Regions from separate parts of the Rattus norvegicus genome. Here regions 1, 2, 3 and 4 are each linked to region 5. A link is a contact called in public Hi-C data. All regions are on one chromosome and are shown on one strand. Each heading gives the region's core, a stretch centred on a gene start, on an enhancer-like site or on the middle of the called end of the contact. The rest is flanking DNA. Distances are from core to core; before and after follow the strand shown. Region 1 overlaps LOC120100653 (a long non-coding RNA gene). Region 2 overlaps Adgrv1 (adhesion G protein-coupled receptor V1). Region 3 has its middle 58 kb from the start of Arrdc3. Region 4 overlaps Arrdc3 (arrestin domain containing 3). Region 5 overlaps Adgrv1 (adhesion G protein-coupled receptor V1).

The links. A called contact is a pair of places that touch in the nucleus more often than the background predicts.
Region 1: a contact with region 5 is called in a Hi-C map of liver, with 2.5 times the contacts expected there. The contact joins two enhancer-like sites. A contact is called at or near these places in 3 of 12 Hi-C or Micro-C datasets (the A7r5 cell line, hepatocytes and liver).
Region 2: a contact with region 5 is called in a Hi-C map of liver, with 4 times the contacts expected there. The contact joins two enhancer-like sites. A contact is called at or near these places in 2 of 12 Hi-C or Micro-C datasets (Schwann cells and liver).
Region 3: a Hi-C map of liver shows a contact between it and region 5, with 5 times the contacts expected there. The contact joins two enhancer-like sites. A contact is called at or near these places in 3 of 12 Hi-C or Micro-C datasets (hepatocytes and liver).
Region 4: a Hi-C map of liver shows a contact between it and region 5, with 5 times the contacts expected there. The contact joins two enhancer-like sites. A contact is called at or near these places in 7 of 12 Hi-C or Micro-C datasets (the A7r5 cell line, the Rat2 cell line, Schwann cells and 4 more) and 1 of 1 datasets of contacts at active chromatin or transcription factors (oligodendrocytes).

What each region holds. Positions count from the first base shown.
Region 1 is chr2:13,019,717-13,025,528 of GRCr8, reverse strand. LOC120100653 (a long non-coding RNA gene) reads right to left here. Exons shown (of 4, transcript XR_005500452.2): 3 at 2,116-2,827; 4 at 1,125-1,739. Among named protein-coding and RNA genes, the nearest start is that of Rnu1-149, 110 kb to the left of the region's middle. Within about 2 kb of position 1,643, at least 3 of the 93 cell types and tissues checked have an H3K27ac peak or open chromatin away from gene starts, as enhancers often do. A contact at or near this core is called in hepatocytes and liver, where this site is marked.
Region 2 is chr2:13,109,421-13,115,214 of GRCr8, reverse strand. The region is part of intron 88 of Adgrv1 (adhesion G protein-coupled receptor V1); the gene reads left to right. Among named protein-coding and RNA genes, the nearest start is that of Rnu1-149, 15 kb to the left of the region's middle. Within about 2 kb of position 2,579, at least 57 of the 93 cell types and tissues checked have an H3K27ac peak or open chromatin away from gene starts, as enhancers often do. A contact at or near this core is called in liver, where this site is marked.
Region 3 is chr2:12,928,138-12,933,677 of GRCr8, reverse strand. No RefSeq gene overlaps it. Among named protein-coding and RNA genes, the nearest start is that of Arrdc3, 58 kb to the right of the region's middle. Within about 2 kb of position 1,462, at least 27 of the 93 cell types and tissues checked have an H3K27ac peak or open chromatin away from gene starts, as enhancers often do. A contact at or near this core is called in liver, where this site is marked.
Region 4 is chr2:12,885,423-12,891,370 of GRCr8, reverse strand. It overlaps Arrdc3 (arrestin domain containing 3), which reads right to left. Exons shown (of 8, transcript NM_001007797.2): 8 at 5,655-5,948. Among named protein-coding and RNA genes, the nearest start is that of Arrdc3, 15 kb to the right of the region's middle. Within about 2 kb of position 4,245, at least 1 of the 93 cell types and tissues checked has an H3K27ac peak or open chromatin away from gene starts, as enhancers often do. A contact at or near this core is called in liver, where this site is marked.
Region 5 is chr2:13,379,547-13,385,655 of GRCr8, reverse strand. The region is part of intron 84 of Adgrv1 (adhesion G protein-coupled receptor V1); the gene reads left to right. Among named protein-coding and RNA genes, the nearest start is that of Rnu1-149, 250 kb to the right of the region's middle. Within about 2 kb of position 1,740, at least 9 of the 93 cell types and tissues checked have an H3K27ac peak or open chromatin away from gene starts, as enhancers often do. A contact at or near this core is called in hepatocytes and liver, where this site is marked.

The sequences.
Region 1 (5,812 bases), core at 394-2,893, 360 kb after region 5:
AAAAAGTTCCTAATGTTAGAGATAAAAATGTAGAAGAAATATATGAACCTGTGAATGTGGGAAGATGCAAACTTTGTGCAACAGTCATAGTAGCCAGAGTATAAGTGATCCACTATCTGCATAAAGGACTTGTGTGTACACAGAATGGCGTATTGCCAGCTTTAAAGTTGAGGAAATAGGCTAGTGTATGCAACACCAGTGAAACAAAGACATGCTAAATGAAAAACGTCACTCAGAAAGAAAAGGGACAGAGGAGATAGTTCATCTGTAGTAAAAACAATAATAAAATCCCAGCATGTGGTTCCTTCCCACCTTTGACCATTTATGTTTCCTGGATGAAAGATACACTCAACCTTTGTATCTTAATATGCCTTAAGCTTCACAATAGCTGAGCAATTACTTACCTTCCCTGCTGTTAGAATCTACCTTCATTCATATATATATATATCCCAAGTTATTACTTATGATGCTTCTTCTGGGCTGCTTTTAGCCCCAACCAGGTAGCCCTCTGGGCCACCTTTTCTTGGGCCCTAACACATGGCAGCTCTTTTTGTTCTCTTCCACATATTTTTTTAAATATTTTATTTATTTATTATATAAAATATAGTTGTTTTCAGACACACCAGAAGAGGGCATCAGTGTCACTACAGATGGTTGTGAGCCACCGTGTGGTTGCTGGGATTTGAACTCAGGACCTTTGGTGCTCTTAACCACTGAGCCATCTCTCTGGCCCTACATATTTTTTAACTCTTCAGTGGCAGATCCTTTCTTTTCCCTGCTCCTGCCTCATGGTCTCTAGCCTAGGAAACCTAAACCCGGCCTATGTCTCTCTCCCCAACTATTGACTGCTGGTATCTTTATCTACCAGTCAGAATCAACTGGTGGCAGGGTCCCTCAGGCTACTGCAGACTCCAAATCTTGGAGGCCAGCACTTAGCATTACATTAAACAGTAAAAGACAAAGCCTTAACACCATCAGTTAAGAGTGCTACCCACCCTTTCAGAGAACTTGGGTTCCATTCCCAGTACCCACACTGGACAGGTCACAAGCTCCTGTAACTCTGGCTCCAGGGAGACCCATCTCCAGCCTCAATGAGAAACAGAACTCAAGTCTGCATATCCTAACACACACACACACACACACACACACACACACACACACACACAGAGAGAGAGAGAGAGAGAGAGAGAGAGAGAGAGAGAGAGAGAGAGACAGAGAGACAGAGAGACAGAGAGACAGAGAGACAGAGAGCGCGCGCGCAAAATGAAAAGGAATTCAGGAAAAATATTTATTGTCTATTTATATTAGAGTCCGAAATGGTAGCCATAGCTCCCAGATAAAGCCAATACATAGCTAAGTGACTTTTAGGAGCTACTTCTCTGTGGATCAACGTGGGCTGGTTGCAAACTCTTTATAAACAAAAATAACCCACAAGCACTTAGTCTCCCTGCATTGTCTCAGAATGGCTTCCATCTCTCAATGCTTAAGGTCAGCATCTTTACTTCCTAGCAGAATATACACAACTTCTTGACGATGATGCTATGCAAACATTTCCTCAGTTTGAGCCCCAAATGGCAGCGTATGGCTAGTAGTCCAAAGCAGTACACACAGTGCCCGAGACAGGCAGTTGAAAGACAGCCAGTGGCCAGTTCAGAAAGATGAGTGTGGTGCAATATTCAGGGTCCCTTGGTAGCGGTGAAAAGCAGTCCTCTGGACTCCAGTAAAAATCCAACATTTCCCTGGAAAAGAAAAGCAAGCATTTGGGTATTACACATATTTACACAAAAATAAAGTAAATTCCCTAAAGTTGTAGAACCAGGAGCAAAATATTATTTTAGTTTAGTTTTACAATTGATTACATATAAGCCTCCGGAGAAGCTCTACGAGCTATTGTATGTGTATTGTGATAACAACCTGAATCGCTATTTGACTGGTAATCCTGAACTTTTCTGACAAAGTAAACAAGATTTCTCAACAGATGTGTATTAAGGCTCTCTTACAAATGGCAAACAGCCCCGTACAGATGTACCTTGCTCTCTGAGAAAGCAGAGCTACAGACAGTGAAAGAATAAATAGATAAGAGGTAGGTAATGAAGAGATGAGTTACGCACTTACACATTGCTTACAGGTCAAAGTTCATGTGAGCTCTTAAGGCCGCAGGTGTGACTGAGTCTGCTCTCTTGGTCTCCATGAAAATAAAGCAAGGGACTCAATTGTTCCAAGTTACATTATCATTTACATAAGAAACATGCACATCCAATACAAAAGGCTGACATGAAAAGCTGATTAATTTGTTTGGATGCTCTTGCCGATCTTTTTATACATTCTTCTTGAAGTCAGTACCTCTCTATGAAGGATGAAAGTGGATCGAATGAAGTGTTTTCCCCTGAGCCTCACAGTCCCAATACCCTTGGAGAAAGCCGCAACAAACTTTCTTGAACTAACTCAGCTTTGCAAGCTAACTTGTATTGTTTAGCTGGCAAAATATATCGTCAAATTATATTTTAAATATATTGTAAGCTTACTCACATAAATTAAATTGGTTTATGTCAATTTAATGCTATTACCTATTGATTTTTATTTAGAAATCTAACATAGTTTATTCATGTAAGTCTTTTGCAGATACTATCTTTCCTTAGTCTAGTCGAGAGATAAGTTTATTACTTATTATTACTGTAATGCAACTAGAAAACCTAGGATCCATTCACCATAACCTGAGTCTCAAACCTGGACCTTGAATTCTGAGTCCCTTGTCTCCTCTTGGAAGTCAGAGCCACACGCAACCGCTGAACGTCCACTCCAAGACAGCAGGTAGATGGCAAGTAGTCTGGTCCAAACACAGAAAAGTGAGGATGAAATAAGAGTTTTTATTGACTAAAATAACAGAATTGTTATTTGACTAAATGTAATATTGTAATATTGACTAAAATGACAGAAATTTTTAAATTTGAAAGGATAAAATATTTTGGCTTCTTCAAAATGTAACACAAACAAAAATTTTACTAGAAAATTATTTGAGGGGTTGGGGATTTAGCTCAGTGGTAGAGCGCTTGCCTAGGAAGCGTAAGGCCCTGGGTTCGGTCCCCAGCTCTGAAAAAAAGAACCAAAAAAAAAAAAATTATTTGAAAAGTGATATTGGAGAAACATGTATCCACAGTCAGTCTAAAAACAGTTTTTAGTGAGACATGGCTTTTCTTTACCATTAATTCACAAAATATACATATAAAACATGATTATTTATATCTCTAATAAATATATTTGTGTACAACTAAAGAGGCAGATTTCATTACTGTGCTCTTCTACCCCTAGAAGCTCACATCACATTAACTCCCCCACAGTAAGCTCATTTAATTTCAAAGTTTGAAATTGTATTCCAAACATTGAGGAGGTTTGTTAATTAACCAGTTTAACAGGAGCCTAGGAATCTAGTCTATTTGTAAGTTTCATGCTAGTGGCTCTGGGCTCTGAAGATTCCAGAACAGTTAATTTGAATAAGATTACTTTTTCTCATCCCTAAGGCAGACACTCTGTCAGAAGCAAAGTAGAGAAGAAAGAATGCATTTGTTGCTCAGAAAATAGAGCCAATCTTGCAGAGAAAGCATGGTGGGAAGCCCTTCACTGAGGCAGCAGAAGTCAAGGAGATAAGCAGTACCAGTTCTCCTTGGAAGCATTGAGAGCTCCTGTCAGAACAGTCGAGGCTGAAACCCACAAGACACCTCCACCCACCTACCATGGTATGCTCCAGTCTTCCACTTCCTCCAACGAAGCTCCACCCACAAAAACTTCCACCGCCTCCCAAAACAGCATCAGTACTTTCGCTTGGGACCCTAAGTGCACACAATTTTCTCCATGTGGGCCATTCCTTCCCTCTCAGCTTTTCTTACATCTAGCCAGACTTCTGCTTACATGCCACCCATTCTGTACCTGATGCTCTAAGCCATCCTCCAAACTTGAATCAAAGTATGTTTACCACCCTCACACCAACACATTATAAAGTGGGTTTTAAGATCTACTTCAAGATTGATGACATGGATCCCTGGGTATGGAGCTGGTCATCAAGCCTGACATCCTGAGGAGACAAGTGACTCCTGACCTCTGACCTTCACATTCAGACTTACACACAGACACAAGAAATTAAAATACAGTGCAGCAGATAAACTCTTACATCCATGTAGCTGAAAACAACAGTTCTTTTAGTTTCTTACAAGAAGCCCAAAGCGGGTGTTCCTAATTGTTAGGTGGCTCCCCGCCATGCATGAGTCAGGTTCCCACATTCCACCTTGTGGCTGGGCCAGTTCTACATGTGTTCATTATGAAAAGGAGAAAGGAAGCTGTCTTAGGGCTTAACTGCTGTGAGGAAACACCATGACCAAAAAGCAAGTTGGGAAAAAAGGGGCTTACACTTCCAGATCACAATCCATCCCTGGAAGAGGTCAGGATAGGAACTCACACAGGGCTGGAACCTGGAGGGAGGAGCTTATGCAGAAGCTATGGAAGTATGCTGCTTACTGGCTTGCTTCCCCTGGCTTCCTACCATGGGCTGGGTCCTCCAACATTAATCACTAATTGAGAAAAGGCCCCTTAGCTGGATTCTGTGGAGTCATTTTCTCAACTGAGGTTCTTTTCTCTGTGATGACTAGCTCGTGTCAAGGTGACACACAAAACCGGCCAGTACAGAGAGGCTTTATATGACATGGCTGTGGGTGTGACACTAGGCTTCTGCACACCTCCTCTTAGTGTCTTAGGATTTCTGGGAACAGTGGCCTTGCGTGGGATCTGCTATGTCATCTTCTCGTGTGAGCATTCTCGTGTGAGCTTGTCTGTGCCTAAATTTTACCATTTTATAAGCACACCAGCTACATCAGATCAGAACCCACTACAGTGCAGTGTGATCTCACCTTAACTGAGGTTCCAACTTAAACATGAGTCTATGGGGACTATCTATCTGCAACAGTAGAACATAGGGAGGTCGAGGTATACCTCTCCATTCAAACTTACCTTGAGGTAAAAGCTTAAACAGAGTCCCACATCTTAAGTACACTCTTGATTGTTGAAGAGCAAAATGCTGACTCTGAAGACCCTTAGTGTCTGTAGAGGAATGCTGGGAAGGATGGCAGCTGCCATATCAAATATGTTTGTCTTCAACACAGCAGCAAACTAAGAATTTTCTTTCGTAACTGATGCTGAGTTCTTAGGAGAAAAACATTGTGATATTGTGGTTGGTTGGTTGGTTGTTTTTGCAAGACAGGGATTTATGTGTAGCCCTGGGTGTCCTAAAATTCACTCTATAGACCAGGCTAGCCTCAAATTCAGAGATCTGCCTGCCTCTCCTTTTCAAATGTTGGTATTAAAGGGTACACTACCTCCACCAGGCTAAAGAAGAAAACATTGTTGCTAGTCAGGTTAGAGTACTTCAATTTAATTAGAAGATCACTCTATTTGTGCATTCCTTTCCTTAAATTAGTTCTTTAATTTTTGCAATTACAATATAAGTACATTTCTCTCTTCAACTTCCTCCCTCCATCCAAACCCTCCCACATATCTCTCCTTGTACTCTTTCAGATTACTTGCCTTTCCATGAATTGTTGTTACATGCCTCTGTGTGTGTGTGTGTATGTGTGTATACATCTACATCTTCATCTACATCAACACACACACATACATACACACACACACACACACACACACACACACACACACACATATATATATATATATATATATATATATATATATATATATATATATATATATATATATACCTAAACGTAACCGGCTCAGTCTATATAATGTTACTTGTGTGTATATTCTT
Region 2 (5,794 bases), core at 1,330-3,829, 270 kb after region 5:
TGTGGGATCAGAAGCACAGGGGAACGTGCAGTTCAGTATATAGTGAAATGGCACTGACGGGAGCAACCTTGTCATCACAGTACAGGAAATGGTAGCCCGTGTGCGGGTGTGCATGTGTGTATGCGTATGTGTATGTGTATGCATGTGCGTACACACTGCATATGTGTATGGGCGTGTGTGCCAGAGTTAATATGTGGAGGTCAGAGGACCACTTCTGAGAGTCATTTGTCCCCTTCCACCATAGGCTTTGATCATCAGGTTTCCATGGCAATTACTTTTACCCAAAAAACCCTATCCCAGCCCCACTGCTCTTGTGTTCTCAGTCTCCAGCCTCCATCTTGGCATAGTCAAGCCAGGATTCCATAGACATTCCACAGACATAGACATTCCACAGACGTGCTGTTACCTCTGGCTCTGTGTGGGCTGTAGGAGTCCACGCTTAGGTCCGGTGCTTAAGCTGTGCGCATGTTATCCACTGAGTCATGCTCCCAGCCAAGAAGGGATGCCTAAGAAAAAAATAATTTACATTATTTCTAGAATCCTTTGATAAAGAAAGTGTGTGTTTCTTTAATGTCACAGTTTCGTGAATGTTCAATGTTTCTGAAGGCTGAGCTGCTATAAGAAATTTACAGACATTTTTCGTTTGTTTCGAGACAGTATCGCACCTTGTCCATGCTGCCTCATATCTTGCCCTGGCTTTGAACATGTTACCTTCCTGCATCAGCCTCCTGAGAAGGGCATGATAGGCAGATGCCACCATGCCCAGTGGCTAGAGACTTAAAAGTAGTGAGACTGGAATTTTAGAGTTCTAGAACATACTTTAGAGAAGTTTCAGGGCAGGCTTCCTAAATTTCCATATTTATTTAACACCTTTATGATAACAGTATTTACTTCTTTATGATTTTTATTTCTTCTTCAAATGCTTCCTATTTCTCACTTTTACCTCAAAGAAACTGTGGGTCACTACTACAAACCTGAAGATATGTCCTGAAGGAAGGAGTCTCTCTGCCTCCATTGCTCTGCTCCCTCTCGGAGTTTTACATATCAGACTGGCCCAGTGATTACTAAAGAATGGAGATCACCTCACACTGAAAACAGATCTTGAGCTAGCAATTCCTGTAGCCATCTTGGGCTCCAGATAACTTGCTGACTTCCTCAAATCCAAACCAACGTTGGCAAGCAGGATCAGTTTTATCTGAAGCTTCCATTCTCTCCTTTCATTATAAATGACAAGGGCATCTGATGGGTTAATATACGAATGCACTTTTGCTCCCTTCCTAGAAAACATACCATAAAATACAATCAGGAGGAATGAACAATCAAATCATAACAACAAGAGGCAGCTCAGTTCAAGGGAAAATGTACTGTGGTGTTTGCTCTCTCCCAGTCCACAAAAGTAGCAAACTGGGAAGTTGAAAACAGTAGAAATATCCCTAAAATCCTGTACTCAGTATTCAACAGTAAAGAATGACAGTTACTGGAATCGTCACACAGCACGTTAACTTTGGTACTAGCTGAAAGGAATCACAGATGTTTACTTAAACAAGCCATATGGTTCCCAGTGACTACAGAAGAAGGCCCAAATGGATCCTGTTGATTGCTTGGAATTATAATACTAAGCAGTGTGATTAGATTTTAAATAATGCTATAAGCAATTCTTCCAGGGGGCATGAAGAGCTCTTCAGTGCTGTGAGGCTGGCTTCCTTCTAACCTATCCAAGAGTCTTTGTGACTTTAGGAAGGAGGGAACAGGCTGTTTAGACTATGAATTAACAGTATGGCAGTCTGTTGATTTCAAAAGCATCCCAAATTTTTATTATGAAAACAAATAAGAATTAAATGTTTTGGGACAAGTCCTGGTGCTTGCTGTGAAGCCGGCTGCATTCAGGTTGCCAATTCCGTTTGCTTTTGCTTCATCTGCAAGGCACTGCATTGACTAGCTATCTAGCCTGGGAGCTACCTGCCTTACCTATAAACTCTGCACCAGTCCCCCTTTACAATAACTCAGATCTCTACTAAGTCCTCTTGCACAAGAGCAAAGCCTCTGTAGCTCGCTCAGTACCTGCAGAATAAAGCCCAGGGGTAATAAACAACCCCCCATGGGTGGGGTGCTAATGGGATTTCCACACTGATAGTAACTACTTCATCTTTGGCCTCAGGCGGTCACTATCTCATTACCGGAATTTTGAAAGCAGGAAGTTATGATCTACTAAGTAGACACCTGTGGATGATCTGGAACTTGGATGCCTGCCTTGTGACGTTAGGGAATCAGACTGTATCTTATGTATGTGCTGCTTCTGAAAGAGACACACCCAGGCACTGCCTTTCCCTTGTTGCTCCCAGCCCTGTTTTTGTTTTCTGTTCTTCAGTTCCTCTGTTTTCTACAGCAGTGGTACAGAAAGGACAGGGCCAAGTCACAGAACAATCCTGTCTCCAGCCCAGTGTTGCAACAGATTACGTCATGTACTGGACTTCTTCCACCAGGAAAAAAATAAATAAACTTACAAGAAGCAGAGCAACTTCTCAAAGCAAAGCAAACACAGAGCCCATGACTGACTGCATTTGGCACTTAAGAAAATAGGCACTTGCAGGAGACCTAGTGTGCTGACTGGGGCATCAGCTTCTCTTTCCCACAAGGCCATCGCACTGCCTTGTTCTGACCTCACGTCGCTCCCTAACCCCATTCTCCGTTTGTCATTTGAATCAAGCATGGAGCCTTTAGTTATCTCAGCTCCTTTAAGTGGGACAGGACCTCTGGCTATCAGCATAGCTCTTAAAAAGTGCTGGATAATTAAATGTGTTTTTAATATAAACATTGTTTTGGTAGTACACACTGGAAAATGATGAAGCATGTAAATATTTGAAAATGTCAGGCCGGGGATGAGGTGCTAGAACTTGTTAGTCATTTCCAGACCAGATTTCTGCAAATCAGTGAATTTGTGGGAGAGGAGTGGGGCACTGCAAGCTTCAAATAAGAGATTGAATTTAACAAGGATTTACTGAGGACCACTGCTAGCCCTACAATTAAGATTTATGGGCTTTCCTCTCTGAAGGGAGGAACTGGGAGAGTGGGTCTTCAGGGAACACTCAGGCAGTTGAAGACAAGATGCCAATGAGGGGAAAACCAGGACACCGTGCTATGGGGTGGAACAGAAGAGATTACCGTAAATTAGTGACTGCCCAGAAGACTAGAAGGAAGTAACAGGTTAACGCTGGAGCCCGGCCAAAGATAAGACTTAGAAACATCATAAAAGGCTTCATAGTGTGGTGGAAGGGGGGTGGGCATGACGTCACCCGCCCTGAATCCCATTCGAGCATAGTGATAGTATTTGGTCATCCTCCCAGTGTACCTCGCAATGCATGTGTGTTCACGGTTTGTTGATCTGGTTTTCAGCTAATACAGTTGTATTAGCAGCTTACAAACAGGAAGTACATTTAATCAGAATAAATCTTGAGAATTATTTAAGTTCATCAGACTCTTCTCTCTCTCTTCCCCCTTCCTCCTCCCTCTCTTCTTCTCACTCTTTCCTCCCTTCTGCTGTTCCTTCTCTTCCTAAATAATAAAGCTGCTTCTAACATGTGCTTACTGTGTGCTAGGCATGAAGCTAAGCACTGCAGGATTTCACTTACAGGGGTTAGGAGTGTCACTGACCTTTAAGCAACATAGGCCTCTCTGACGAAAGTACTCAAGTCTGTCTAATCTTTTGTGGCTTACATCTGCCTTCTCTCTGAGCTGAAGGATTTTCAGTGCATTCTTGGCGATCAGACCATTTACCCCACTCTGTGTTGTGCTGGCCCTGACTTTTAAGTTTTTCTCCATCTCTGAGGGCAGAGAGAGCTCCATCCTTCTGCAGGTTTGTATGTTAGGAGCCAACCAATACAGGTAGGAAATATTTTTACCAAATCATACCTGTACTGAGCACAGACATATTTCTCCTCTATTATCTCCTAGGCAATATAGCATTAATACTAAATTTATATAATCTGTATAAAAATATTTACACAGACTCTACCTTGGATTAGGTATTTCAAGTAATCTAAATGTCATATTGAGATATGAGAGTCTGTGTGTCAGTTATATGGAAATACTATCAAGAAGGACTTGAACATGCTCGCATTGTGGTATCCTCACCAGAGTCCTGGAGCAACCCTTCCCTGACCTGACGACATAGAGAGGGATCACTGTAAGTTCACGGCTACTGTTTATGTAGACAGTACTGCCTGTGTGACAATGTCTTAAATGAATCTCAAAAGGTCATGCGTTAAAGGCTTGCTCGCAGCAGGCAGTACTCCAGCAAGTGTTAGAAGCTTTTAGAGGTAGGGTCTGGTAGGGAGAAAGCAAGGGCATGGCAGACATGAAAGGTGCTATTAGGACTCTGTCCAACCAGCCCTGTTGCCCCTCTGCATTTCCTAGCTGTCATGAGATAACCGAGGTTCTTATGCCACACGCTTCTTCTGTGGTGTGTCACCTCCTGTAGGGGTAAGAGCAGTAAAGGGAGCTACCAGGATTGGAAGATTTGAGCCAAATTAAAACTTCCAGATGAGTCAAGTATCTTAGGTGATTTTGTCACAGAAGTGGAAACTTCACTAACATTCTCTGTGTTGGATTTCAAACTGTGACAAATGGCTGAGGTGCCTATGGAACACATCAAACAGATGCAGGCAGACAGCAGGCTGTCCTGTCATCTCTCAGTCCCTGACTGTTACAGGCCCTGCTGGCTGATGTATCCCACCCCTACCCTAAACTTCTCCAGTACGGGGGACTGGGCTGCCTGTGCCCTAGCTGTTCCTGGATCTGTAATCTAACCAGTTTGATAACCTGTTCCTCGTCGGTCTTCTACTCTCTTTCCTTCCTTCTGGCTGGCTCCCTTTCTCCCCTTTCCCTTTCCCTACATCCTGTCCTCACATGGTTCATATTAGCCCTGGACTCTCACAGATGTCCCTGTCCTCGTCTCTGCTCTCCCACATGTCTCTAATAGACTTTCTCCTCACCATACCTGGGAGCAGCCATGTTCCTTCCCTTTTATTTCTTTCTTCTGGTGCTGACACTGAACAGGTCATGTCCTCTTTTTTCCCTTTCTTTCCTTTCTTTTTTTCTTTTTTTCATTCACTCCTCAAAAGGAAGTGATACATATTGAGTTTGAAGATCTATTTTTTTACTGTGTATGTGTGCTATGTGCATGTATGTGAGTGCCAGTGAAGCCAGAAGAGGGTGTCATATACTGTGGAACTGCATCTGGACTTTCTAAGCTGCCTGACATGGGTGCCAGAGACTGAATTGCAATCCTCTGGAAGAGCAGCCAGTGGTCTAACCACTGAGCTATCTCTCTAGCCCAATTTATCCTCTTTAAAGGGTCCTTTAAATGATCAGTATTTTCACATTTTTGCCAGTGGTTTGGAGTATAAAATATTCTCATGAAGAGAAGGTCTATAGCTACAATTCTCCATTTTGTATAAATGAACAAAGGTAAGCAAGACCTGCCCACAGCGCTTGTCTTGTCACTTCAATTAGCCCAACTATCCAACCTAGAAACTCCCTCATAGGCATGCCCAGAGTCTTGTCTCCAGCAATTCTATATCCTGTCAAGTTAGCAATCAAGATGCCTCACACTGGCCTTCTCTTTGACCACATATTTATGTAGCCACCTGCAGGCCTCTCCCTTCTCTGAATGTCAAATTTCTCATCTGACAGGCTGCAGAATGTTCATGTATGTATTTGTGCTTCTGTCCATTCTCTCCACTCCACCTGCATTTAAACTTGTCAGAAGCAGCCATTGTTGTCAGTCTGGTTGTTA
Region 3 (5,540 bases), core at 213-2,712, 450 kb after region 5:
GGCAAATCCCATCTCCTCTTTAAGTCAAATGTGTAAAGAGTAGCCTTGGAGCAAAGAAAAGAGTGATCTGGTATAGATTACATATACCTTCTGAGATGTTGAATATTATAATTTGGAAAGATATTACATGTGTTTAATTGGTAAACACTTTGCATGTAACTTAGAGAATATGTTTTTGACAGGACATTTTAGCCCGTAATCATTTTAATATGTTTTATGATTTTTCCAAAGAAATGCACGAGTTTACACAGGCTGAAAGAGTGCAGTCACAGAATTTCATCATTAACCACAGGTTATCAATCATACCATGAGAAACAATATGGCCTTATCAGGTATAATCAAAAATCACAGGAGAAGACATAGAAAGGGCACTGATAATAAAAGGGGGCACACAGAAAGCACCCCCTTACAGGACAGGTGCAAGCACCACTCTCCATGTTGTATAACTGACTCCTCGAGACAACTGGCTGACACGGGCAGATTGTTCACTGCCTACTACCGGTGTTTGCAGTCATTCCTTCACACATCAGCAGAGCAAGGGGTGTGGGGGGCAGAGGCACAATGTGTTCTCTGCCATTAGGGATTCTTATGCATTCTGAGGAAAGAAGCCTTTTTAAGCCTCAGAAGTGACCCTCAGGCTCTCTAGTATTGACCTCTACACAGATCCACCCTTCTGCAGCTTTACTCATTGAGAGAGCATGTGTATGCTGAGGCCCTGTGAAATCTTAGGGCCACTTAGGATAAAGCAAACAAACGAACAAAAGCCCCTTTAATCTGTTTGGAGATGACATTATAGAACTCAACATGTTACTGCTTCTATTTTTACCTGCAAATAAAGAAAACACTGACGTTGAGGTTACCCCATCCCTCCTTTCCCTCTTCTATATGTCTCTTCATTAAAGAAGGTACTTGGGGGCTCCTTCATGCAAAGTTGACTCCAGTGTAAGCTCTGGTAGTCAGGCAGGGCCCCATTTCTAGTGGGCAGAGCAAGTTCTTCTACGAAGGTAGCACTGTATGCTTCCTGCACACCACTGTATCCCTTCCCCCAGCCCGTCTGCATACATGGGTTGAGCACTTGTCAAACACAGACACATGAGAACAAGTCCAGCATTGCTTCACTGATTAAGGGGTTCCCAAGAAGACTCATGCAGCCAGTGCCACCCTACAGACTGCCGACACTGACCACAGGACAAACTGAGAACATTCAGATCACTGGATAGCGGTCATCCAGAATATATACCTTGCAAAAAGTTAGGAACATTCAGGTTGAGTAATGGTTCAGATGGTTTGCAAATAGCACATGCTCATTTTTATGTTGCTAAAGACTCCTTGCTAGGAAACGAAACACTTGTAATTTAATACGTAACGTTCTCAAGAGTCTCAGGCCAAACCACCTCGAGCTGTGAACGCCTTGGCTCTGGAGAGCCAGGCAAGGGTCAGGGCAGGGCAGTCCCTGGCCTGGCCTGGTGCCTCCAGAATAAACCAAACAGCCACAGGAAGTGGTTTCAGTGATTCAGTAGGTGGCACACTTCCTCTTGACTCAGAACTGAATCATAGCTATGAGAGGCAAAGAGGACCTTTCTTTATCCCAAACTCTTTTCCCTGTTCCCAGCAGTAAAGTTATCAAACTCTGTCAAATGATGTGTGTCTCCATCATAGTAGTTTAGCATATTAAAATGAAAAAAGGGAGAAAGAAAACCATGTGGAAACAAGAAGAGGGTGGGAAATACAGAGGCCTGACCTGAACCCTGACATTGTTTCATTACAAAGTCACATTCTAAGTGACGAAAAAGAAACCCACCTGTAGTTTCACTGGGGTCATAAGTAAGGGCCCCCGTTCTCCCAGTTCCTATTGACCCACTTCCAGTGAGACAGTTAGCTCTCACTTACATAAGCTGTGTTACTTAAAATGGCCCTGCTTGGCTTTTCACTTGCTGAACCTGGCATAGTCCCCTGTCTGCTGGACGGCCGTCCTCGATGCTGTCCCAAGCAAGGCCTTCGGTCAGCTCCGGGTGAAGCTATCCTGTTCTGAATGTACTGAATGCTGTTGCCAATGCTATAAATTGTTTTTAGGCCCAAGGAGAAAAAACTCTCGGCAGTTATCAACAAGTCGCAAAAGCAGGCATCCTTTTCCACATCTTTCCCCTGGTGTGTGTCGTATTGTTTGACATCAGTAGTTCTGGGAATGCACATATATTTCACCACGTTTTTATCTGATGACCTTTATATTAGTCTTTCTTTTTTGCTTCCTTCCAAGCCAATGTATTTAGATTGATAGCATGTTTCTGAACACAAATTCATAGGCCCAGGCTAAATGCCCTATGTTTGTTTGACTCCTAGAAAACTGATAATCTGGCTGGAATCAGAAATCTTATTACAATGTTAATATCTCATGGTTCCTGCTGTAAACCAGTCCAAAGTTTAAAGAACACATTGATTTGTGTTCAGATTCAAGATAAACAGTAATCTGTGACTGTTTATATAGTTCTATGCTGAGTATATTCAGGACCTTGGCTGCTGTCCTCAGTAGAGTGTGTGTGTGTGTGTGTGTGTGTGTGTGTGTGTGTGTGTGTGTAAGTCTGTACATGTGTGAGCGTATTATGAGTGTGTGTGTATGTATATGTGAGTATGAATGTGTGTGTGTGAATCAGTCAGTATACATGTGTAAATGTGGTGTGTGTGTGTGTGTGTGTGTGTGTGTGTGTGTGTGTGTGTGTGTGTAGTTTAGGACCTTACATAAGTCTCTGAACCTCTCTGAGCCTTCATTTCCTCGGTGTGAAGAACGGGTTTCTAACACAAGGACAGCATTAATCTGAAAACTGAAAACTTTTGCATAGTGCCCAGGACAGCTCCTCACTTATGCTCAGTCTTTGAGATCAGTTTGTGCTTGTTCTCTTTATTTACAACATCTTTTCACTGCGAGATAGGAACGGCATTTGGACACGCAACATGGGCCTGCCAAGTCCCGTCTTGCCCAATGACATCATTTACATCCAGCTTCTGTAGCAATTTAATCCACAACACCTGCAACACATGTGACATCAAGTGGCACGCTGGACTCCTGAACAGACTGGCAAGGAAGTAAGCCAAAGCCAGCTCTCAGGGCTGGACAGCACTGCCTGTGGATGGCAAGCAAATGTGAAAGGAGTCCTCATCTGACACCTGGAAGGGAGCGCCTAAAGGCTCAGCAGGGTACAGGGCCAGCAGCAGCAGCAGTCTTAGCAGATAGGTCTGGCACAGCCAGGTCAAACCAGGCAAAGGCTGGCCCGCAGGGAGAAACACACACATCCCCATAAGATGTGTAAAGCCCTTCAGAAACTCCCATCTCCTATATTCCCTTGATGCCTACGGGGGTGGGGGGACATTCATTCATTCATTCACTCATTCATTCATTCACAGACTGCAATGTGAACAGTAGGGATCCTCCCCCTTCCTTCCTCCGGGACGCAGGTCCAGAGCATCATTGACATCTTCCGTCCTGTGCTCAGCTGTCTCAGAACCAGCACATCATGTACTGTGGTTAGCTGATTATAGTCTTCACTAGACGGTGAGCTGCTAAGCACAAGGAATGTCTCCCAAATGCTAAAGTTACAGACGAGTGCCAGCATGTCCAGCTCTCTCTCCTCTCTCTCTCTCTCTCTCTCTCTCTCTCTCTCTCTCTCTCTCTCTCTCTCTCTCTCTCTCTCTCTCTCCCACCTCTTGTCTGTACCTCCATGCATATTCCTCAATGGATGCTCAAACAATGTTTGCAAGTGTTGAAGATATTTTATTTTAAGAAAAATAAAGTCAGAAAAAGACATTGTTGCCATGAGAAAATTTGAAAGAGAAATTAGGGACATTGGGTGCTAAGATCCCCTATGTGTTAACTGAACAGGCTCCACCTGAGTTAAGGAGTCAGTAGTCCCCCATCGTGGGACAATATGGAGAAAAGACGATGCAAACAGAACAGGGTTGGTTCTGGCAACCCAAGCTAGAAGCTCGGGCATTGTCTAAGTGGAGTGCTGAGTGTGTGTCTCCTGGAAGCCTCTGTTTAAATAGCTCAGAGCAGAGTGACTCAGCAGTTGGAAGATGGGACGTTCTGAGTTGCCTTCCCTCTGTAAGTGATGAATCACATTGCCCAGGGTTGCTGGGGGTCTGAGTGTCTATAGCCTTGCATGTCTGTAGCAGTCTCTGATTCGACACACACTCCAGTCTTGCCAGTCTGTCACTGAGGGGGTTGGAGGGGAGGTGACAAATCTCAGGAATCTAGTGACTTACAGAATTTGCTTGACAGGTATGACCACATGCTGGGATTCATCTTGAAATGGCTTATCGACACAGTTCCTGTGCCGAAAGCCAGGCTTAAATTTCTCCACTCTAGATCATGGTGGGCGAGTCCTAGAGAGTGTTATAGGCCCACCTTCATAGAGATATCCTTGGTAACTTGTTTCCCTTGTCATAATGACTTGCTGTCATTTATTTGTGAACTCTTTGTCCCTGGCAGGCAGACAGTAGCAAGACAAAGCTTTAAGAACCACCCTATCTAGTAGCTATTTCCTGGAAATTGCAGAAGTAACTAATGCTGAAGTTTTTGTAACACAACACTTTCATCTTGATCACTACAGAGAATGTTCTGTAGACACTTTGTAGGGCCCTAGTTCAAGAAGGACCCTAAGCGAGCTCACATTAAAGAGCAGAAACTTTTCTACAGGAAGAAGTGGATTTGAGGATTGGACTAGTTGCTCAGAGCAATGTGTGAAATAGACTAAATCAAGCTTTAATCATAGCTTTGAATAGTAAATGTGCTTTAACATGCCTGCAGGCTGGTCTGAGTTTCATATTCTATTTTTGCAAAATGCAACTGAGATTAAGGAAGTGGCCCACACTGTCCCCCACAGTCCATGCATGTCACCACCAATACAATCCTTCGTCAGTGGGGTCTTGGCCAAGGGAGGACCTTTGCTCACACATATGTGCCTTCCCCAGAGAGTTTCCGTGGGACTGTTGCGTGCACAGCGCTGAAAATCTCTTAATTGGTCTGTTTCTGTCTTAGTTTTCTGTGTGTATGTGCACACACATGTGTTGAAGGGAATATGCACATGTGCACATACGTGGGTTATGCTCCCCTCCATGGTGGGGTGGAAGCTAGCTACAGATCAACATCAGGTGCCTTTATTGCTTTTCACCTTATTTTTTGAGACGAGTCTGGCACCGAAACTGGATCTCACTCTTTCCCATTGGCTGGCTGGCCAGTGAGTTCCTGGGAACCACCTGTGACAGTGCTGGCTTACGTACGAAAGACACACCCTAGGTTTTATAGAAGTGGGTTTACACTTAGGTCTTCTGGTTTGTTCAACACATTACCCAATGACTCATCGACATAGCTCCTCCTTTATTTTCCTTTTGAGATAGGATATCAGGATGTAACCGGGACTGGTCATGCTTCTGCCTCAGCACTGAAATCACAGGTATGAGCCCTGCACCTGGCCTGTCACTCGAAGAGGAGTTCATACCTACAAACCCTGCACATTCTACTTAAGGATAATGGTGAAATGTGGCTT
Region 4 (5,948 bases), core at 2,996-5,495, 500 kb after region 5:
TGAAGCTGAGTTGAATTGAATTCTCAAAAGGATACCCTTGAGTCCATTTCCAAGCGCCAAGATTACACTATACGTGCTGCTGCATCTGTTGTTATGTCATGTTTGCAAATTCAGGGCTTCGTGTGTTCTAATCAAGTGCCCTAACCATTGGGCTGCATTCCACTTCCCCAGTTATTTAGTTATTTTATTTTTTGAGTTGTATTAGGCCAGCAACAATGTACACATATATGCTTTAGACACATGAAACTTGAACCTATTGGGATTACTCACTTTATTATGCTGTGACCAACATAATCTTATGTAAGCAACCTAAAAGGTTTTGGTTTACAGTCTCAGAAGGATGAAGACATGGCGGAGAGTTTCATCTTCTCATGGAGGCCAGGATACACAGAGAGGAAACCACATGGAGGAGTCCGGGACAAGATACCCAAGCACACTGCTGGTCGGCCTACTTCCCCCAAGCCCTACTTCTCCCAACTACTGCTATAGCACATCCACACAGCAGCTATGGGGCATTCAGCTCTACACAACAAACACTTTGTATATTCACTCACATGCAGCCTATCCTTCTTTCTCTCTCCTTTGAAAAGAATACTGCATGTAACACTCTTCAAAAATTAAAATAACCTTGCTTTTTAAAAACCGTATGTGTCGGGGTGTGGTTTTGCCAGAGACAGCTCATTGGTCAAGAACACTAGCTTCTTTCGCAGATAACCTGAGTTCGGTTCCGAGCACCCACAGTGTGGCTCACAACTGCAGCTTCAGGGGATCTGGTGCACTCTTTTGATCTTCATGAACACTGTGTTCACAATTAAAGAAAAACAGCGCTGTGAGTAGTGTATGCATATGTGAGTTCAAGCTTGCTTTGGCATGTTTCAGGCCAGAAGGCCACACCAGGAATGTCTATCACTCTCCATTTTACTTTTGGACACAGAGTCTCTCTCACAGAATGTGGACTTGCTGATTGGGCTAGACTAGCTGACTGGCAGCAGCCTGGGATCCTTCTGATTTTGCCTTTCAGCATTGCAATTGTAGGTGGGCAGCAGGGCTCACCATTTTTCCTTCTGTGAGACAGGGTCGGCTGGCCTGGACCTCTCTGCATGCAAGGTTCTGAATGTGGTAGAGATTTGCTGGTTTCTGATGAGGACTGGGATTAAAGGAAGGCTCTTACTACCACAATACCACACCTGGCATTTTTTTATTGTTTTATTTTTAGGGGTGCTAAAAGCAAGTCTTAGAGCATAAGCCATTAGTGTTTTGTTCAGGTTTCTCCAGTGCCTATATGTTCGAGACTCTTCCCCACTTTTTCTTCTATTAGTTTGAGTATATCAGGTTTGATTTGGAGGTCCTTGATCCACTTGGACTTAAGCTTTGTGCAGGGTGATAAGAATGGATTGATCTGGTCGACACCTCTGTCTCCTGCGTGGGGTACGTGTAGGCCCAGAGATCCCTGTAATAGATCTCCGTAAAAAACCTCGCCTTCGCTTATTAAAAAAAAAAAAAAGAATGAATTGATCTGCATTCTTCTACATGTTGACCTCCAGTTGAACCAGCACCATTTGCTGAAAATGCTTTTTTCCATTGGATGGTTTTGGCTCCTTTGTCAAAAATCAAGTGACCATAGGTGTGTGGGTTCATTTCTGGGTCTTCAATTCTATTCCACTGGTCTGTCTGTCTGTCTCTGTACCAATACCATGCAGTTTTTATCACCGTTGCTCTGTAATACTGCTTGAGTTCAGGGACAGTGAGTCCCCTGGAAGTCCTTTTATTGTTGAGATAGCTTTAGCTATCCTGGGTTTTTTTGTTATTTCAGATGAATTTGCAAATTGTTCTGTCTAACTCTCTGAAGAATTGGATCGGCATTTTGATGGGGATTGCATTGAATCTGTAGATTGCTTTTGGTAAAATGGCCATTTTTACTATATTAATCCTGCCAATCCATGAGCATGGGAGATCTTTCCATCTTCTGAGATCCTCTTCAATTTCTCTCTTCAGAGGCTTGAAGTTCTTATCATAAAGATCTTTCACTTGCTTGGTTAAAGTCACACTGAGGTATTTTATATTATTTGGGACTATTATGAAGGGTGTCATTTCCCTAATGTCTTTCTCGGCTTGTTTCTCTTTTGTGTAGAGGAAGGCTTATGTTCTAAGATCAAAAATCGACAAATGGGATCTCATAAAACTGCAAAGCTTCTTTAAGGCAAAGGACACTGTTGTTAGGACAAAATGACAACCAACAGATTGGGAAAAGATCTTTACCAATCCTACAACTGATAGAGGGCTTATATCCAAAATATACAAAGAACTCAAGAAGTTAGACTGCTGGGAGACAAATAACCCTATTAGAAATGGGGTTCAGAGCTAAACAAAGAATTCACAGCTGAGGAATGCCAAATGGCTGAGAAACAGCTAAAGAAATGTTCAACATCTTTAGGCATAAGGGAAATGCAAATCAAAACAACCCTGAGATTTCACCTCACACCAGTCAGAATGGCTAAGATCAAAAACTCAGGTGACAACAAATGCTGGCGAGGATGTGGAGAAAGAGGAACACTCCTCCATTGTTGGTGGGATTGCAGACTGGTACAACCATTCTGGAAATCAGTCTGGAGGTTCCTCAGAAAATTGGACATTGAACTACCTGAGGATCCAGCTATACCTCTCTTGGGCATATACCCAAAAGATGCCTCAACATATAACAAAGACACATGCTCCACTATGTTCATAGCAGCCTTATTTATAGTAGCCAGAAGCTGGAAAGAACCCAGATGCCCTTCAACAGAGGAATGAATACAGAAAATGTGGTACATCTACACAATGGAATATTACTCAGCTGTCAAAAACAATGACTTTATGAAATTCATAGGCAAATGGATGGAACTGGAAAATATCTTCCTAAGTGAGGTAACCCAATCACAGAAAAACACACATGGTATGCAGTCATTGATAAATGGATATTAGCCCAAATGCTTGAATTACCCTAGATGCACAGAACACATGAAACTCAAGATGCATGATCAAAATGTGAATGCTTCACTCTTTCTTTAAAAGGGGAACAAGAATACCCTTGGGAGGGAATAGGGAGGCAAAGATTAAAACAGAGACTGAAGGAACACCCATTCAGAGCCTGCCCCACATGTGGCCCATACATATACAGACACCCAATTAGACAAGATGGATGAAGCAAAGAAATGCAGGCTGACAGGAACCAGATGTACATCTTTCCTGAGAGACACAGCCAGAGCATGTCAAATATATAGGCAAATGCCAGCCGCAAACCACTGAACTGAGAACGAGACTCCCATTGAAGGAATCAGAGAAAGGACTGAAAGAGCTTGAAGGGGCTCAAGACCCCATATGAACAACAATGCTAACCAACCAGAGCTTCCAGGGACTAAGCCACTACCTAAAGACTATACATGGACTGACCCTGGGCTCCAACTTCATAGGTAGCAATAAATAGCCTAGTAAGAGCTCCAGTGGAAGGGGAAGCTGGTAATGGGGGGAAGATGGGGAGGGGAACACCCATATAGAAGGGGAGGCGGAGGGGTTAGGGGGATGTTTGCCTGGAAACCAGGAAAGGGAATACCAATTGAAATGTAAATAAATACCCAAGTTAATAAAGATGGAGGGGGAAAAAAAAAGCAAGTCTTCATTCTTACACAGCAAACACTTTGCCCTCTGACCTATTTTCTCAATCCAAATATTTTTTGCTACCAATAAAATGTTCTGTGAGTTAGAACATGTCCCCGCTTTGTAGTATGAACTATTTCACCACAGTCAAGTACTTTTGGACATAAAGTTGCCACTGAACTCCAAAGATATAATTGCCCATTTTTCAGAGATTACATAATTATACCTCAAAATTATCATCTGGTATCTTATTACTGTTCCATTGCTGTGACGAGACACCATGACCAAGGGAACTCTCATTAAAAAAAGGATTGAATTAGGGGCTTGCTTACATACAATTTCAGTTAGTCCGTGATCATCATGGTTGGAAGCAGACGGGTACAGTGCACACACACACACACGCACGCGCGCACACACACACACACACACACACACACACACACATACAGTGGGGATAAACACAAGTCTGGGCTTAGTTTAGGCTTTTTTCAAACTTCAAAGGCCAACCCCAGTGACCTACCTCCTCCAAAAAGGCCACACCTCCTAATCCTTCCCTAGATGTTCAAGTGCATGAGCCTTGGGGCTGCTCTCCTTCAAACTGCGCCTGAGTTTCGAGTAGGTAGACACTTCCAGGGTATATACTGTGGTTGCTGGCTTGAGCCCTATCGATGGAGCAGGACAGAATTCAATTGTAAGTTTTTCTATTGGAAAACCCACCTATGTCATAGGAACTAAGTTCCAAGTACCAGCTAATCAGAATCTTATTAACTGGACATGGTGGCACACACTTGAATGGAAGACAGATCCTAAGTTTGAAGCCAGTTTGAGCTACACAGCAAGTCTTCTATTTGTCTTTTGAGAGCATCAAAGTATTCTGTTTTGTTTAGCTTAGAAGTTAGGATGAAAAAATTACGAAAATTTCCAGTATAAAAAACTCATTTCAAGAAATTAAAGGGAAGAGAATGTGCCCCAGGGCATTCCTAAATCCAGATGTGTTTAATATAGATCATTCCTGGAATTATTAGTCAATATATTGTTTCACTGAAACTAGTCTGAGTTTCTTTTCTGGAGAATCAAAAGTTCTGACTAAATATAGCAAGGTCAGCCAATCAATAAATTCATGGAGCAGCTTCAGTTAAGAGGACTCAATGCTGTTTAACCTAGAAGATGTGTAGTTTAGTCTCAATGTACTCTAATGCCATTTTTACAGGAGTGCCCAGGACTGGCAGTCATAGGTGGTAGAGGGCATAATGTTTTTACTTCCTTAAAAGACAAATTCACCCGAAAAAAAAAAAAGAAAAAAAAAAGACAAATTCACACCTTCAAGAGTGAGCATCACATGTACCCTTTCTTCTTTCCTGAAGAGGAAATCAGTTTGAGCCTTTTGTTCAATGCCTGGTTCACTGGCTGATCTGAGCTCATTCCCTCCTCAGAACTCTTTCATTTGTTAATCTAACTACTGAAAGACGTGTGTCTTCCACTGGCCTGTGTGACAAACTTAGTTCAGCTATTTATGTAACACATTATAATTGCATTCAAAGTGTATAAATGTCTTTGTAACATGGGGGTTCCTTTCTAAGGCGCATAATCTTATGTGTGTGTAAACAATGAACAAGAAAAAGTAAATTTGATTCCAAAAGGATTTTGAAAGTTGCCAATCACTCTAATAGTCAGATCTATTTTTAAAAATATTTACTGCTGGTTTTAAAATTTGGAAAAAAAGTTCAGTGGTTTTCAACCTAACTTATAATGTAGGTCCTCCTGTAATGTTAAGACAGGATACATCAGAGGAGTGTGTATGTGTATGTGTGGGGAATGGCATCTAAATGTGAAATTACCTGATTACATTTGGTTCATTATTTAAGACTTAAATTCACATCTTTTAATTCCTCAGTAATTTTCATCAGTACAAATTTAGAAATGAAGTATTCAGAAGGATCTAAGAGTTTACTGTAAGGTCAATAATATTTGAATGTAGTGCACCACTAATGAGACCAAACTTCAAATAAACCACCAAACAATTTTACAAAAAAAAGAAAAAAAAAAAAACACTTTTATTTTCCACAAGGAAGAGCAATAGGAAAAGTCAAATCATTTCCCACATGGTTTTCTTAAAACAGAGCCTACAAGGACATATTCAGCACCAAATAAAAGATTACAACAGCCATAGAATATAATCTATAAAGCAAACATTTAATATTGCACTTTGTTTCGCAAACATTTTGGATTTTACTTTTCCTAAATGAAAAATTAGGAATTCAAGATAGCTTGAATACTAGAGCGCAACTGTGACCCTCAGATGTTATGTCAGGAAT
Region 5 (6,109 bases), core at 491-2,990:
CTCACAGAGACTAAGGCAGCAAGACATAGGGCCTGCCTAGGTCTGCACCAGATCCTCTGTGTATGTTATGACTGTTAGCTTGGTGGCTACCTAAGGGTGTTAGCGGGTGTGTCTTGGACTCTTTTGCCTGCTCTTGGGACTGTTTCCCTCCTGTTGGGTTATCTTGTCCAGCCTTGCTATGAGGGTTCTCCTTGCCTTACTGTTTCTTCTTTTGTCCTGCCTGGGTTTTGTCTGCAGTTCGGTTGTTTGTAGACCTCTTCTTTTCTGAAGAGAAATGGAGTGGGGATGTAGCTGGGAAGCAGGGAGGTGGGGAAGGCTGGGAGGAGTGAAGGGAGGAAAACTGTGGTCAGGATGGATTGTATAAGAAAATAATTTATTTTCAATTAAAAACGATTTATTTTATTCTATTAATATGTCTGTATGTGGAGTGGGGGGATACGCACATGAACGCTATTATGTAACAGTGAGAAGCTGGCATTGCATTCCACAGAACTGAATTAATAGTGGTGAGTCACCCAGCATGGGCTCTGAGAACCAAACTTGGGCGCTCTGCAAGGGCAGCAAGTGCTCTTGAGTACTAAGCTGCATATCCAGTTCCAAACTGAGGACTTTCCAAACTTGTCAGATTCTCCAAAATGAGAAAAGGAAGTGTTTACAGAGACGCTGGCTTTGACATGACCGAATTTGAAGGAGCTTATGGGATGAGTTGTAGAATTGTACTATTGGGGCCATTACACTCCCAGCCCTGGATCTCCATTTTGGATTCTCCAGCTTTGCTAAGTAGACATCATTAGAACTTAAATTGCCTGGAGAAATGAAAAATAATGGTCTTGGGTTGCATTCTTGTTAAAGGACTAAAATGTCTCCAGTTACGTATAGGAGTGTGATTTGTCAATACTGGGAAAACAGGCATGCTAAGATCTTTCCTCTTCAAGACTTAGTTGATTGTCGTGTGTGCGTGCGTGCGTGTGTGTGTGTGTGTGTGTGTGTGTGTGTGTGTGTGTGTTAGTGTGTGTTTGCTTGTGTGTGTGTGTTAGTGTGTGTTAGTGTATGTGTTTGCTTGTGTGTGTGTTAGTGTGTGTTTGCTTGTGTGTGTGTGTTAGTGTGTGTTAGTGTATGTGTTTGCTTGTGTGTGTGTGTGTGTTTGTGTGCAAGTGTGTGCACACAGGTGCATGTGCCAGTGCATGTAAGGGAGAGGGCTCTCATGTAGCACAGGGTGCCTTGAACTTGCTATGTAGCTGAGGATGACCTCGAACTTCTACACTTTCTGCCTCCATGTACAGTATGCTAAGATTAAAGGCCTGCGTCATAATGCTGGTTTAAGTGTTACTGGAGATTGAACCCAGGGCCTTGTGCCTGCTAGGCAAACATTACCACCTGAGCCACATCTCATTCCTCTTGACTTCATTTTGGAGGAGTATGGTACAATGAATGTGTAAGTCATGTTGTCAGGAAAATGTGCTTAAGTACGGTTGTTCTCTATTTTTAGAAACATATAGAACAGTGTATCACTAATTCACTAAATATTTTATTTACTTTATTCCAAATTCGAGGAGGATACAAAAGAATCAATAGATTGTTCTTGTATTGAAGTTACATGGGTAGGGATGTGGAGAGAGAGGAGGGGAAAATATGATCAATACTCAGTTTTTGAAAAAAATTTAATTAGAAAGCGCTCATAATGCTTTAATCTGAGTGTCATTCTAATTCTGTGAGTGGCATTGACCATAATATGCCAGCAGGTGGCAGTATAGGATTTTTTTCCTCCACCAAAACCAGTCAGTCTTGCAGAGTAGGGGTTAGGTTAAAAATTAAAGGCTCCTTTCAAAGCTTTCTTTGACCGAGCTACAGAGTGTGTGCAGCATGGCAAATACACATTTGTGGGTTTCTGGCTTTGTCTTGTGTCACTTGTATTCAAAACTGCAGTGAAGGCATTTGTAAGTTAATACCAGAAAGCTTGTTTCTACCTGTCCTTGGTAGAAATATCTTGCTACCACCCATCAGTAACTTTAAAATGCAGGGGCTACAGAGTTATTTTTCTACTGTTTATTTATGCTAATAGTAATGTGCCTACTGTTAATATAGAAAATTATGCTTATTGGAATATCACAGACTTTTTCATATAAGATTTACATTTTAGCAGTTTATCAAGCAGGGAGTGCTTCCCTTCAGTGTCGAGTTTTGTTTTTCTCATTTATCTACTAGGAAACGCTTAAGCAGCAAGGTGTGAGAGCATTGACTTCCAGGGTGGTGGGAAACAGCCAACAGCCTTTCATGCTCTTGCCAGATTTTCCTGGGAAAAACATGCAGTTCTATCTTTGGAAGCTTTATCTCAGAATCACATTGCCCTGTGTGCCCTGAGCAGGCTGGTGGCAGGAGGGACAAAGGGCATCTTTGCCAGGCACAGCTCTCAATTCCAGAGGTTCTGTCGGGAAAAGCAACTCCCCAAATCTAAAAAAAGAACAGAGAGATAGCACGGTGTTTACTCAGATTAATACATCTTGCCAACAGGAAAACATCTGACTTCTTTGTTTCTTTTTGTCTATTTGTTTGGCTTCACTTTATCTTCTGAAACTGAATTTAAAAAAAAAACCCTGTGCAGAGAACTTTTATGTGCCCAATGGTGTACAAGAACCACAGAGCCTTGATAGCGACTCACAGAGGGCTATGTGACTAGGTTAGAAGTTGAAACACGTGTTTTTGTTTGTTTGCTTTTTACTTTATTTTCTTTTTGTCATCCGATGCATGTGCATGAATTTTAATTTCATCTGTTTATTCTTCATGAAGGCAGAAGAGAATTTCATGTTAGCTGAGCACTGTTATTTAGAATCCAGTAAAAGTTGGGTTGTTTATCACTCTGCAACATTCAGGAATGTCATTGTACAATGTCTGTTTCTCAGGAATGATCCAGATTGCACACAACTACTAAAAGACTTTCCTTTAATCTGAGCCCTATGTCATTTTACCTTTGAGTATCTATCCTCTTGGAAACTCTCTAAGGATCTCTGACTGCAAGACTGAAGCCAAAGCCACTTAGGATTCCAGAACACTGTCTCCTCTTTGTAGGAGAAGATCTGATCATCCCAAGTAACTTGACCTGTTGCATTGAAACTGTTAACACAAGAAAGACATGTCCAGGGCCCCAGATGCTATGAACTAAGAACTCTGTCTGTCTGTCTGCCTATTACCAATCATCCATCTGTCTAACTATATACATACATATCTATGCATGTACTTATGTGTGTTTATATGTATGTATATACTTCTGTCTACCATCTATCTACTATCTATCTATCTATCTATCTATCTATCTATCTATCTATCTATCTATCTATCTATTATCTATCTATCTATCTATCTATCTGTCATCTATTATCTTCATCAGCATCTGGCTGGCTGTTATCTGTCTATTTGAGGTCAATCGAAGCAGAGTAGGATGATGTTATAAATAGAGATAGTTTTCCCTTAGCTAGAACTTTTGGCTACTCATTAATCTGACTGGATCTTGTTGACTTTACTTTTGCTAATAAAGCAAGAAAAAAGTTTTGAGTTTAAATACTAGAGTCAAAACTAGATCTTTCTTTGAACTAGCCACTTAAGCAAGGCTTGTCATTCAGGAGAATATTGTGACTTACAGGTTGTGCAGATAGAAATAAATCAAACGCCTCCTAACTTCCAGCGTGAGAAGTTTGTTCAAGTTCAGATGCTGAACAGAGGGCTGCCTCCTCCTGTTTGTGAAGGGCCTGGGACAGCTTGGAGCAACCTCCCCATCCATGCTCTCCCCATGGTGGCAGCTGCTGCTCCTCTCACTGTCACTAAGTCTCTGCGTGTTACCAACCTCTTCCTGCACGTGAAAATCATCTTTAAAAAATTCATAACTTTTAATTTTATTAAAGAATAGAAAAGAAGTATTTTTTTAAAAAAAACACCTTTAGCCATTTATCATCCACTCATTTTGGGGAAAGTCTCTCAGGTCAACTTTTTTATCATGTGTGACATTTATAGCAAGCATATTTACACGTCTGTGTTTTCATGTGTGTGTGTGTGTGTGTGTGTGTGTGTGTGTGTGTGTGTACACGCATGCACACATGGAGGACTGAGGTGGATACCAGGAGTCTTCCTCTATCCCCATTTCACAATATTCAATGAGGTGGGTCTCAATCAAACCCAGAGTTCTGACAGGGCAAGTCTTGCTAACCAGCTCGCTTCCTCTGGAGATCTCTGTCTCCACTTATAAAGGTTAGAGTTATAGGTGACCATCACAACCAGATAGCATTTGCATGTGTTCTTGGAATAGAGACTCTAATGTTGTTGGCATGGCAAGGGCTTTAACAATTGAGCCACACTTCCAGCCACTACTATTATCTCTTTATCTTTTTTAAAATTATTTTTATTGGATATTTTTATTTATATTTCAAATATTATCTCCTTTCCCGGTTAACCATGCATAAACCCCTATCCCATCCCTCCTCCCCCTGCTTCTAGGAGGATGTTCTCCCTACCCAACCATCCACACCTTCCACCTCCCCGCTGCATTGACATTGCCCTACACTGGGGCATCAAGCCTTGGCAGGACCAAGGGCCTCACCTCCCATTGATGCCCAAAAAGGCCGTCCTCTGTTGCGTATGCAGCTGGAGCCATGGGTCTGTGAATGTGTGTTCTTTTGATGGTGGTTTAGCCCCTAGGAGCTCTGGTAGGTTGGTATTGTTGTTCTTATGGGGTTGCAAGTCCCTTTAGCTCCTTCAGTCTTTTCTCTAACTCCTCCAATGGGGATCTTCTTGGGTCAGTGGTTTGCTGCTAGCATTCACCTCTGTATTTGTCATGCTCTGGCAGAGCCACTCAGGAGAGATCTATATCACCTATATCACCTGTCAGCATGCAATCCTTGGCATCAGCAATATTGTCTGGGTTTGGTGGCTATATATATATATATATATATATATATATATATATATATATATACATATATATATGGGCTGGATCCCCAGGTGGGGCAGTCTCTGGATGGCCATTTCTTCAGTCTCTGCTCCAAACTTTATCTCTATATTTTCTCTTATAAATATTTTTGTTCCCCCTTCTAAGAAGGACTGAAGCATCCACACTTTGGTCATCCTTCTTCTTGAGCTTCATGTGTTCGGTGGATTGTATAATTGGGTAATCCGAGTTTTTGGACTAATATCCACTTATCAGTGAGTGGATACGATGTGGGGTTTTTTTGTTGTTGTTTGTTTGTTTTTATTTATTTATTTATTTATTTTTGTGATTGGGTTACCTCACTCTGGATATTTTCTGGTTCCATCCATAAGCCTATGAATTTAATAAAGTCATTGTTTTTTTTATCTTTATTTACTTGAGTATTTCTTATTTACATTTCAATTGTTATTCCCCTTCCCTGTCTCCAGGCCAACATCCCCCTAACCCCTCCCCCTCCTCTTCTCTATGAGTGTTCCCCTCCCCATCCTCCCCCCATTATCGCCCTCCCCCGAACAATCAGGTTTACTGGGGGTTCAGTCTTGGCAGGGCCAAGGGCTTCCCCTTCCATTGGTGCTCTTACTAGGATATTCATTGCTACCTATGAGGTTGGAGCCCAGGGTCAGTCCATGTATAATCTTTGGGTAGTGGCTTAGTCCCTGGAAGCTCTGGTTGCTTGACATTGTTGTTCATATGGGGTTTCGAGCCCCTTCAAGTTCTTCCAGTCCTTTCTCTGATTCCTTCAACGGGGGGGTCCCGTTCTCAGGTCAGTGCTTTGCTGCTGGAATTCGCCTCTGTATTTGCTGTATTCTGGCTGTGTCTCTCGGGAGAGATCTACATCCGGCTCCTGTCGGTCTGTACTTCTTTGCTTCATCCATCTTGTCTAATTGGGTGGCTGTATATGTATGGGCCACATGTGGGGCAGGCTCTGAATGGGTGTTCCTTCTGTCTCTGTTTTAATCTTTGCTTCTCTATTCCCTGCCAAGGGTATTCTTGTTCCCCTTTTAAAGAAGGAGTGAAGCATTCACATTTTGATCATGCATCTTGAGTTTCATGTGTTCTATGCATCTAGGGTAATTCAAGCATTTGGGCTAATAGCTACTTATCAATGAGTGCATGCCATGTGTGAGATTCTGT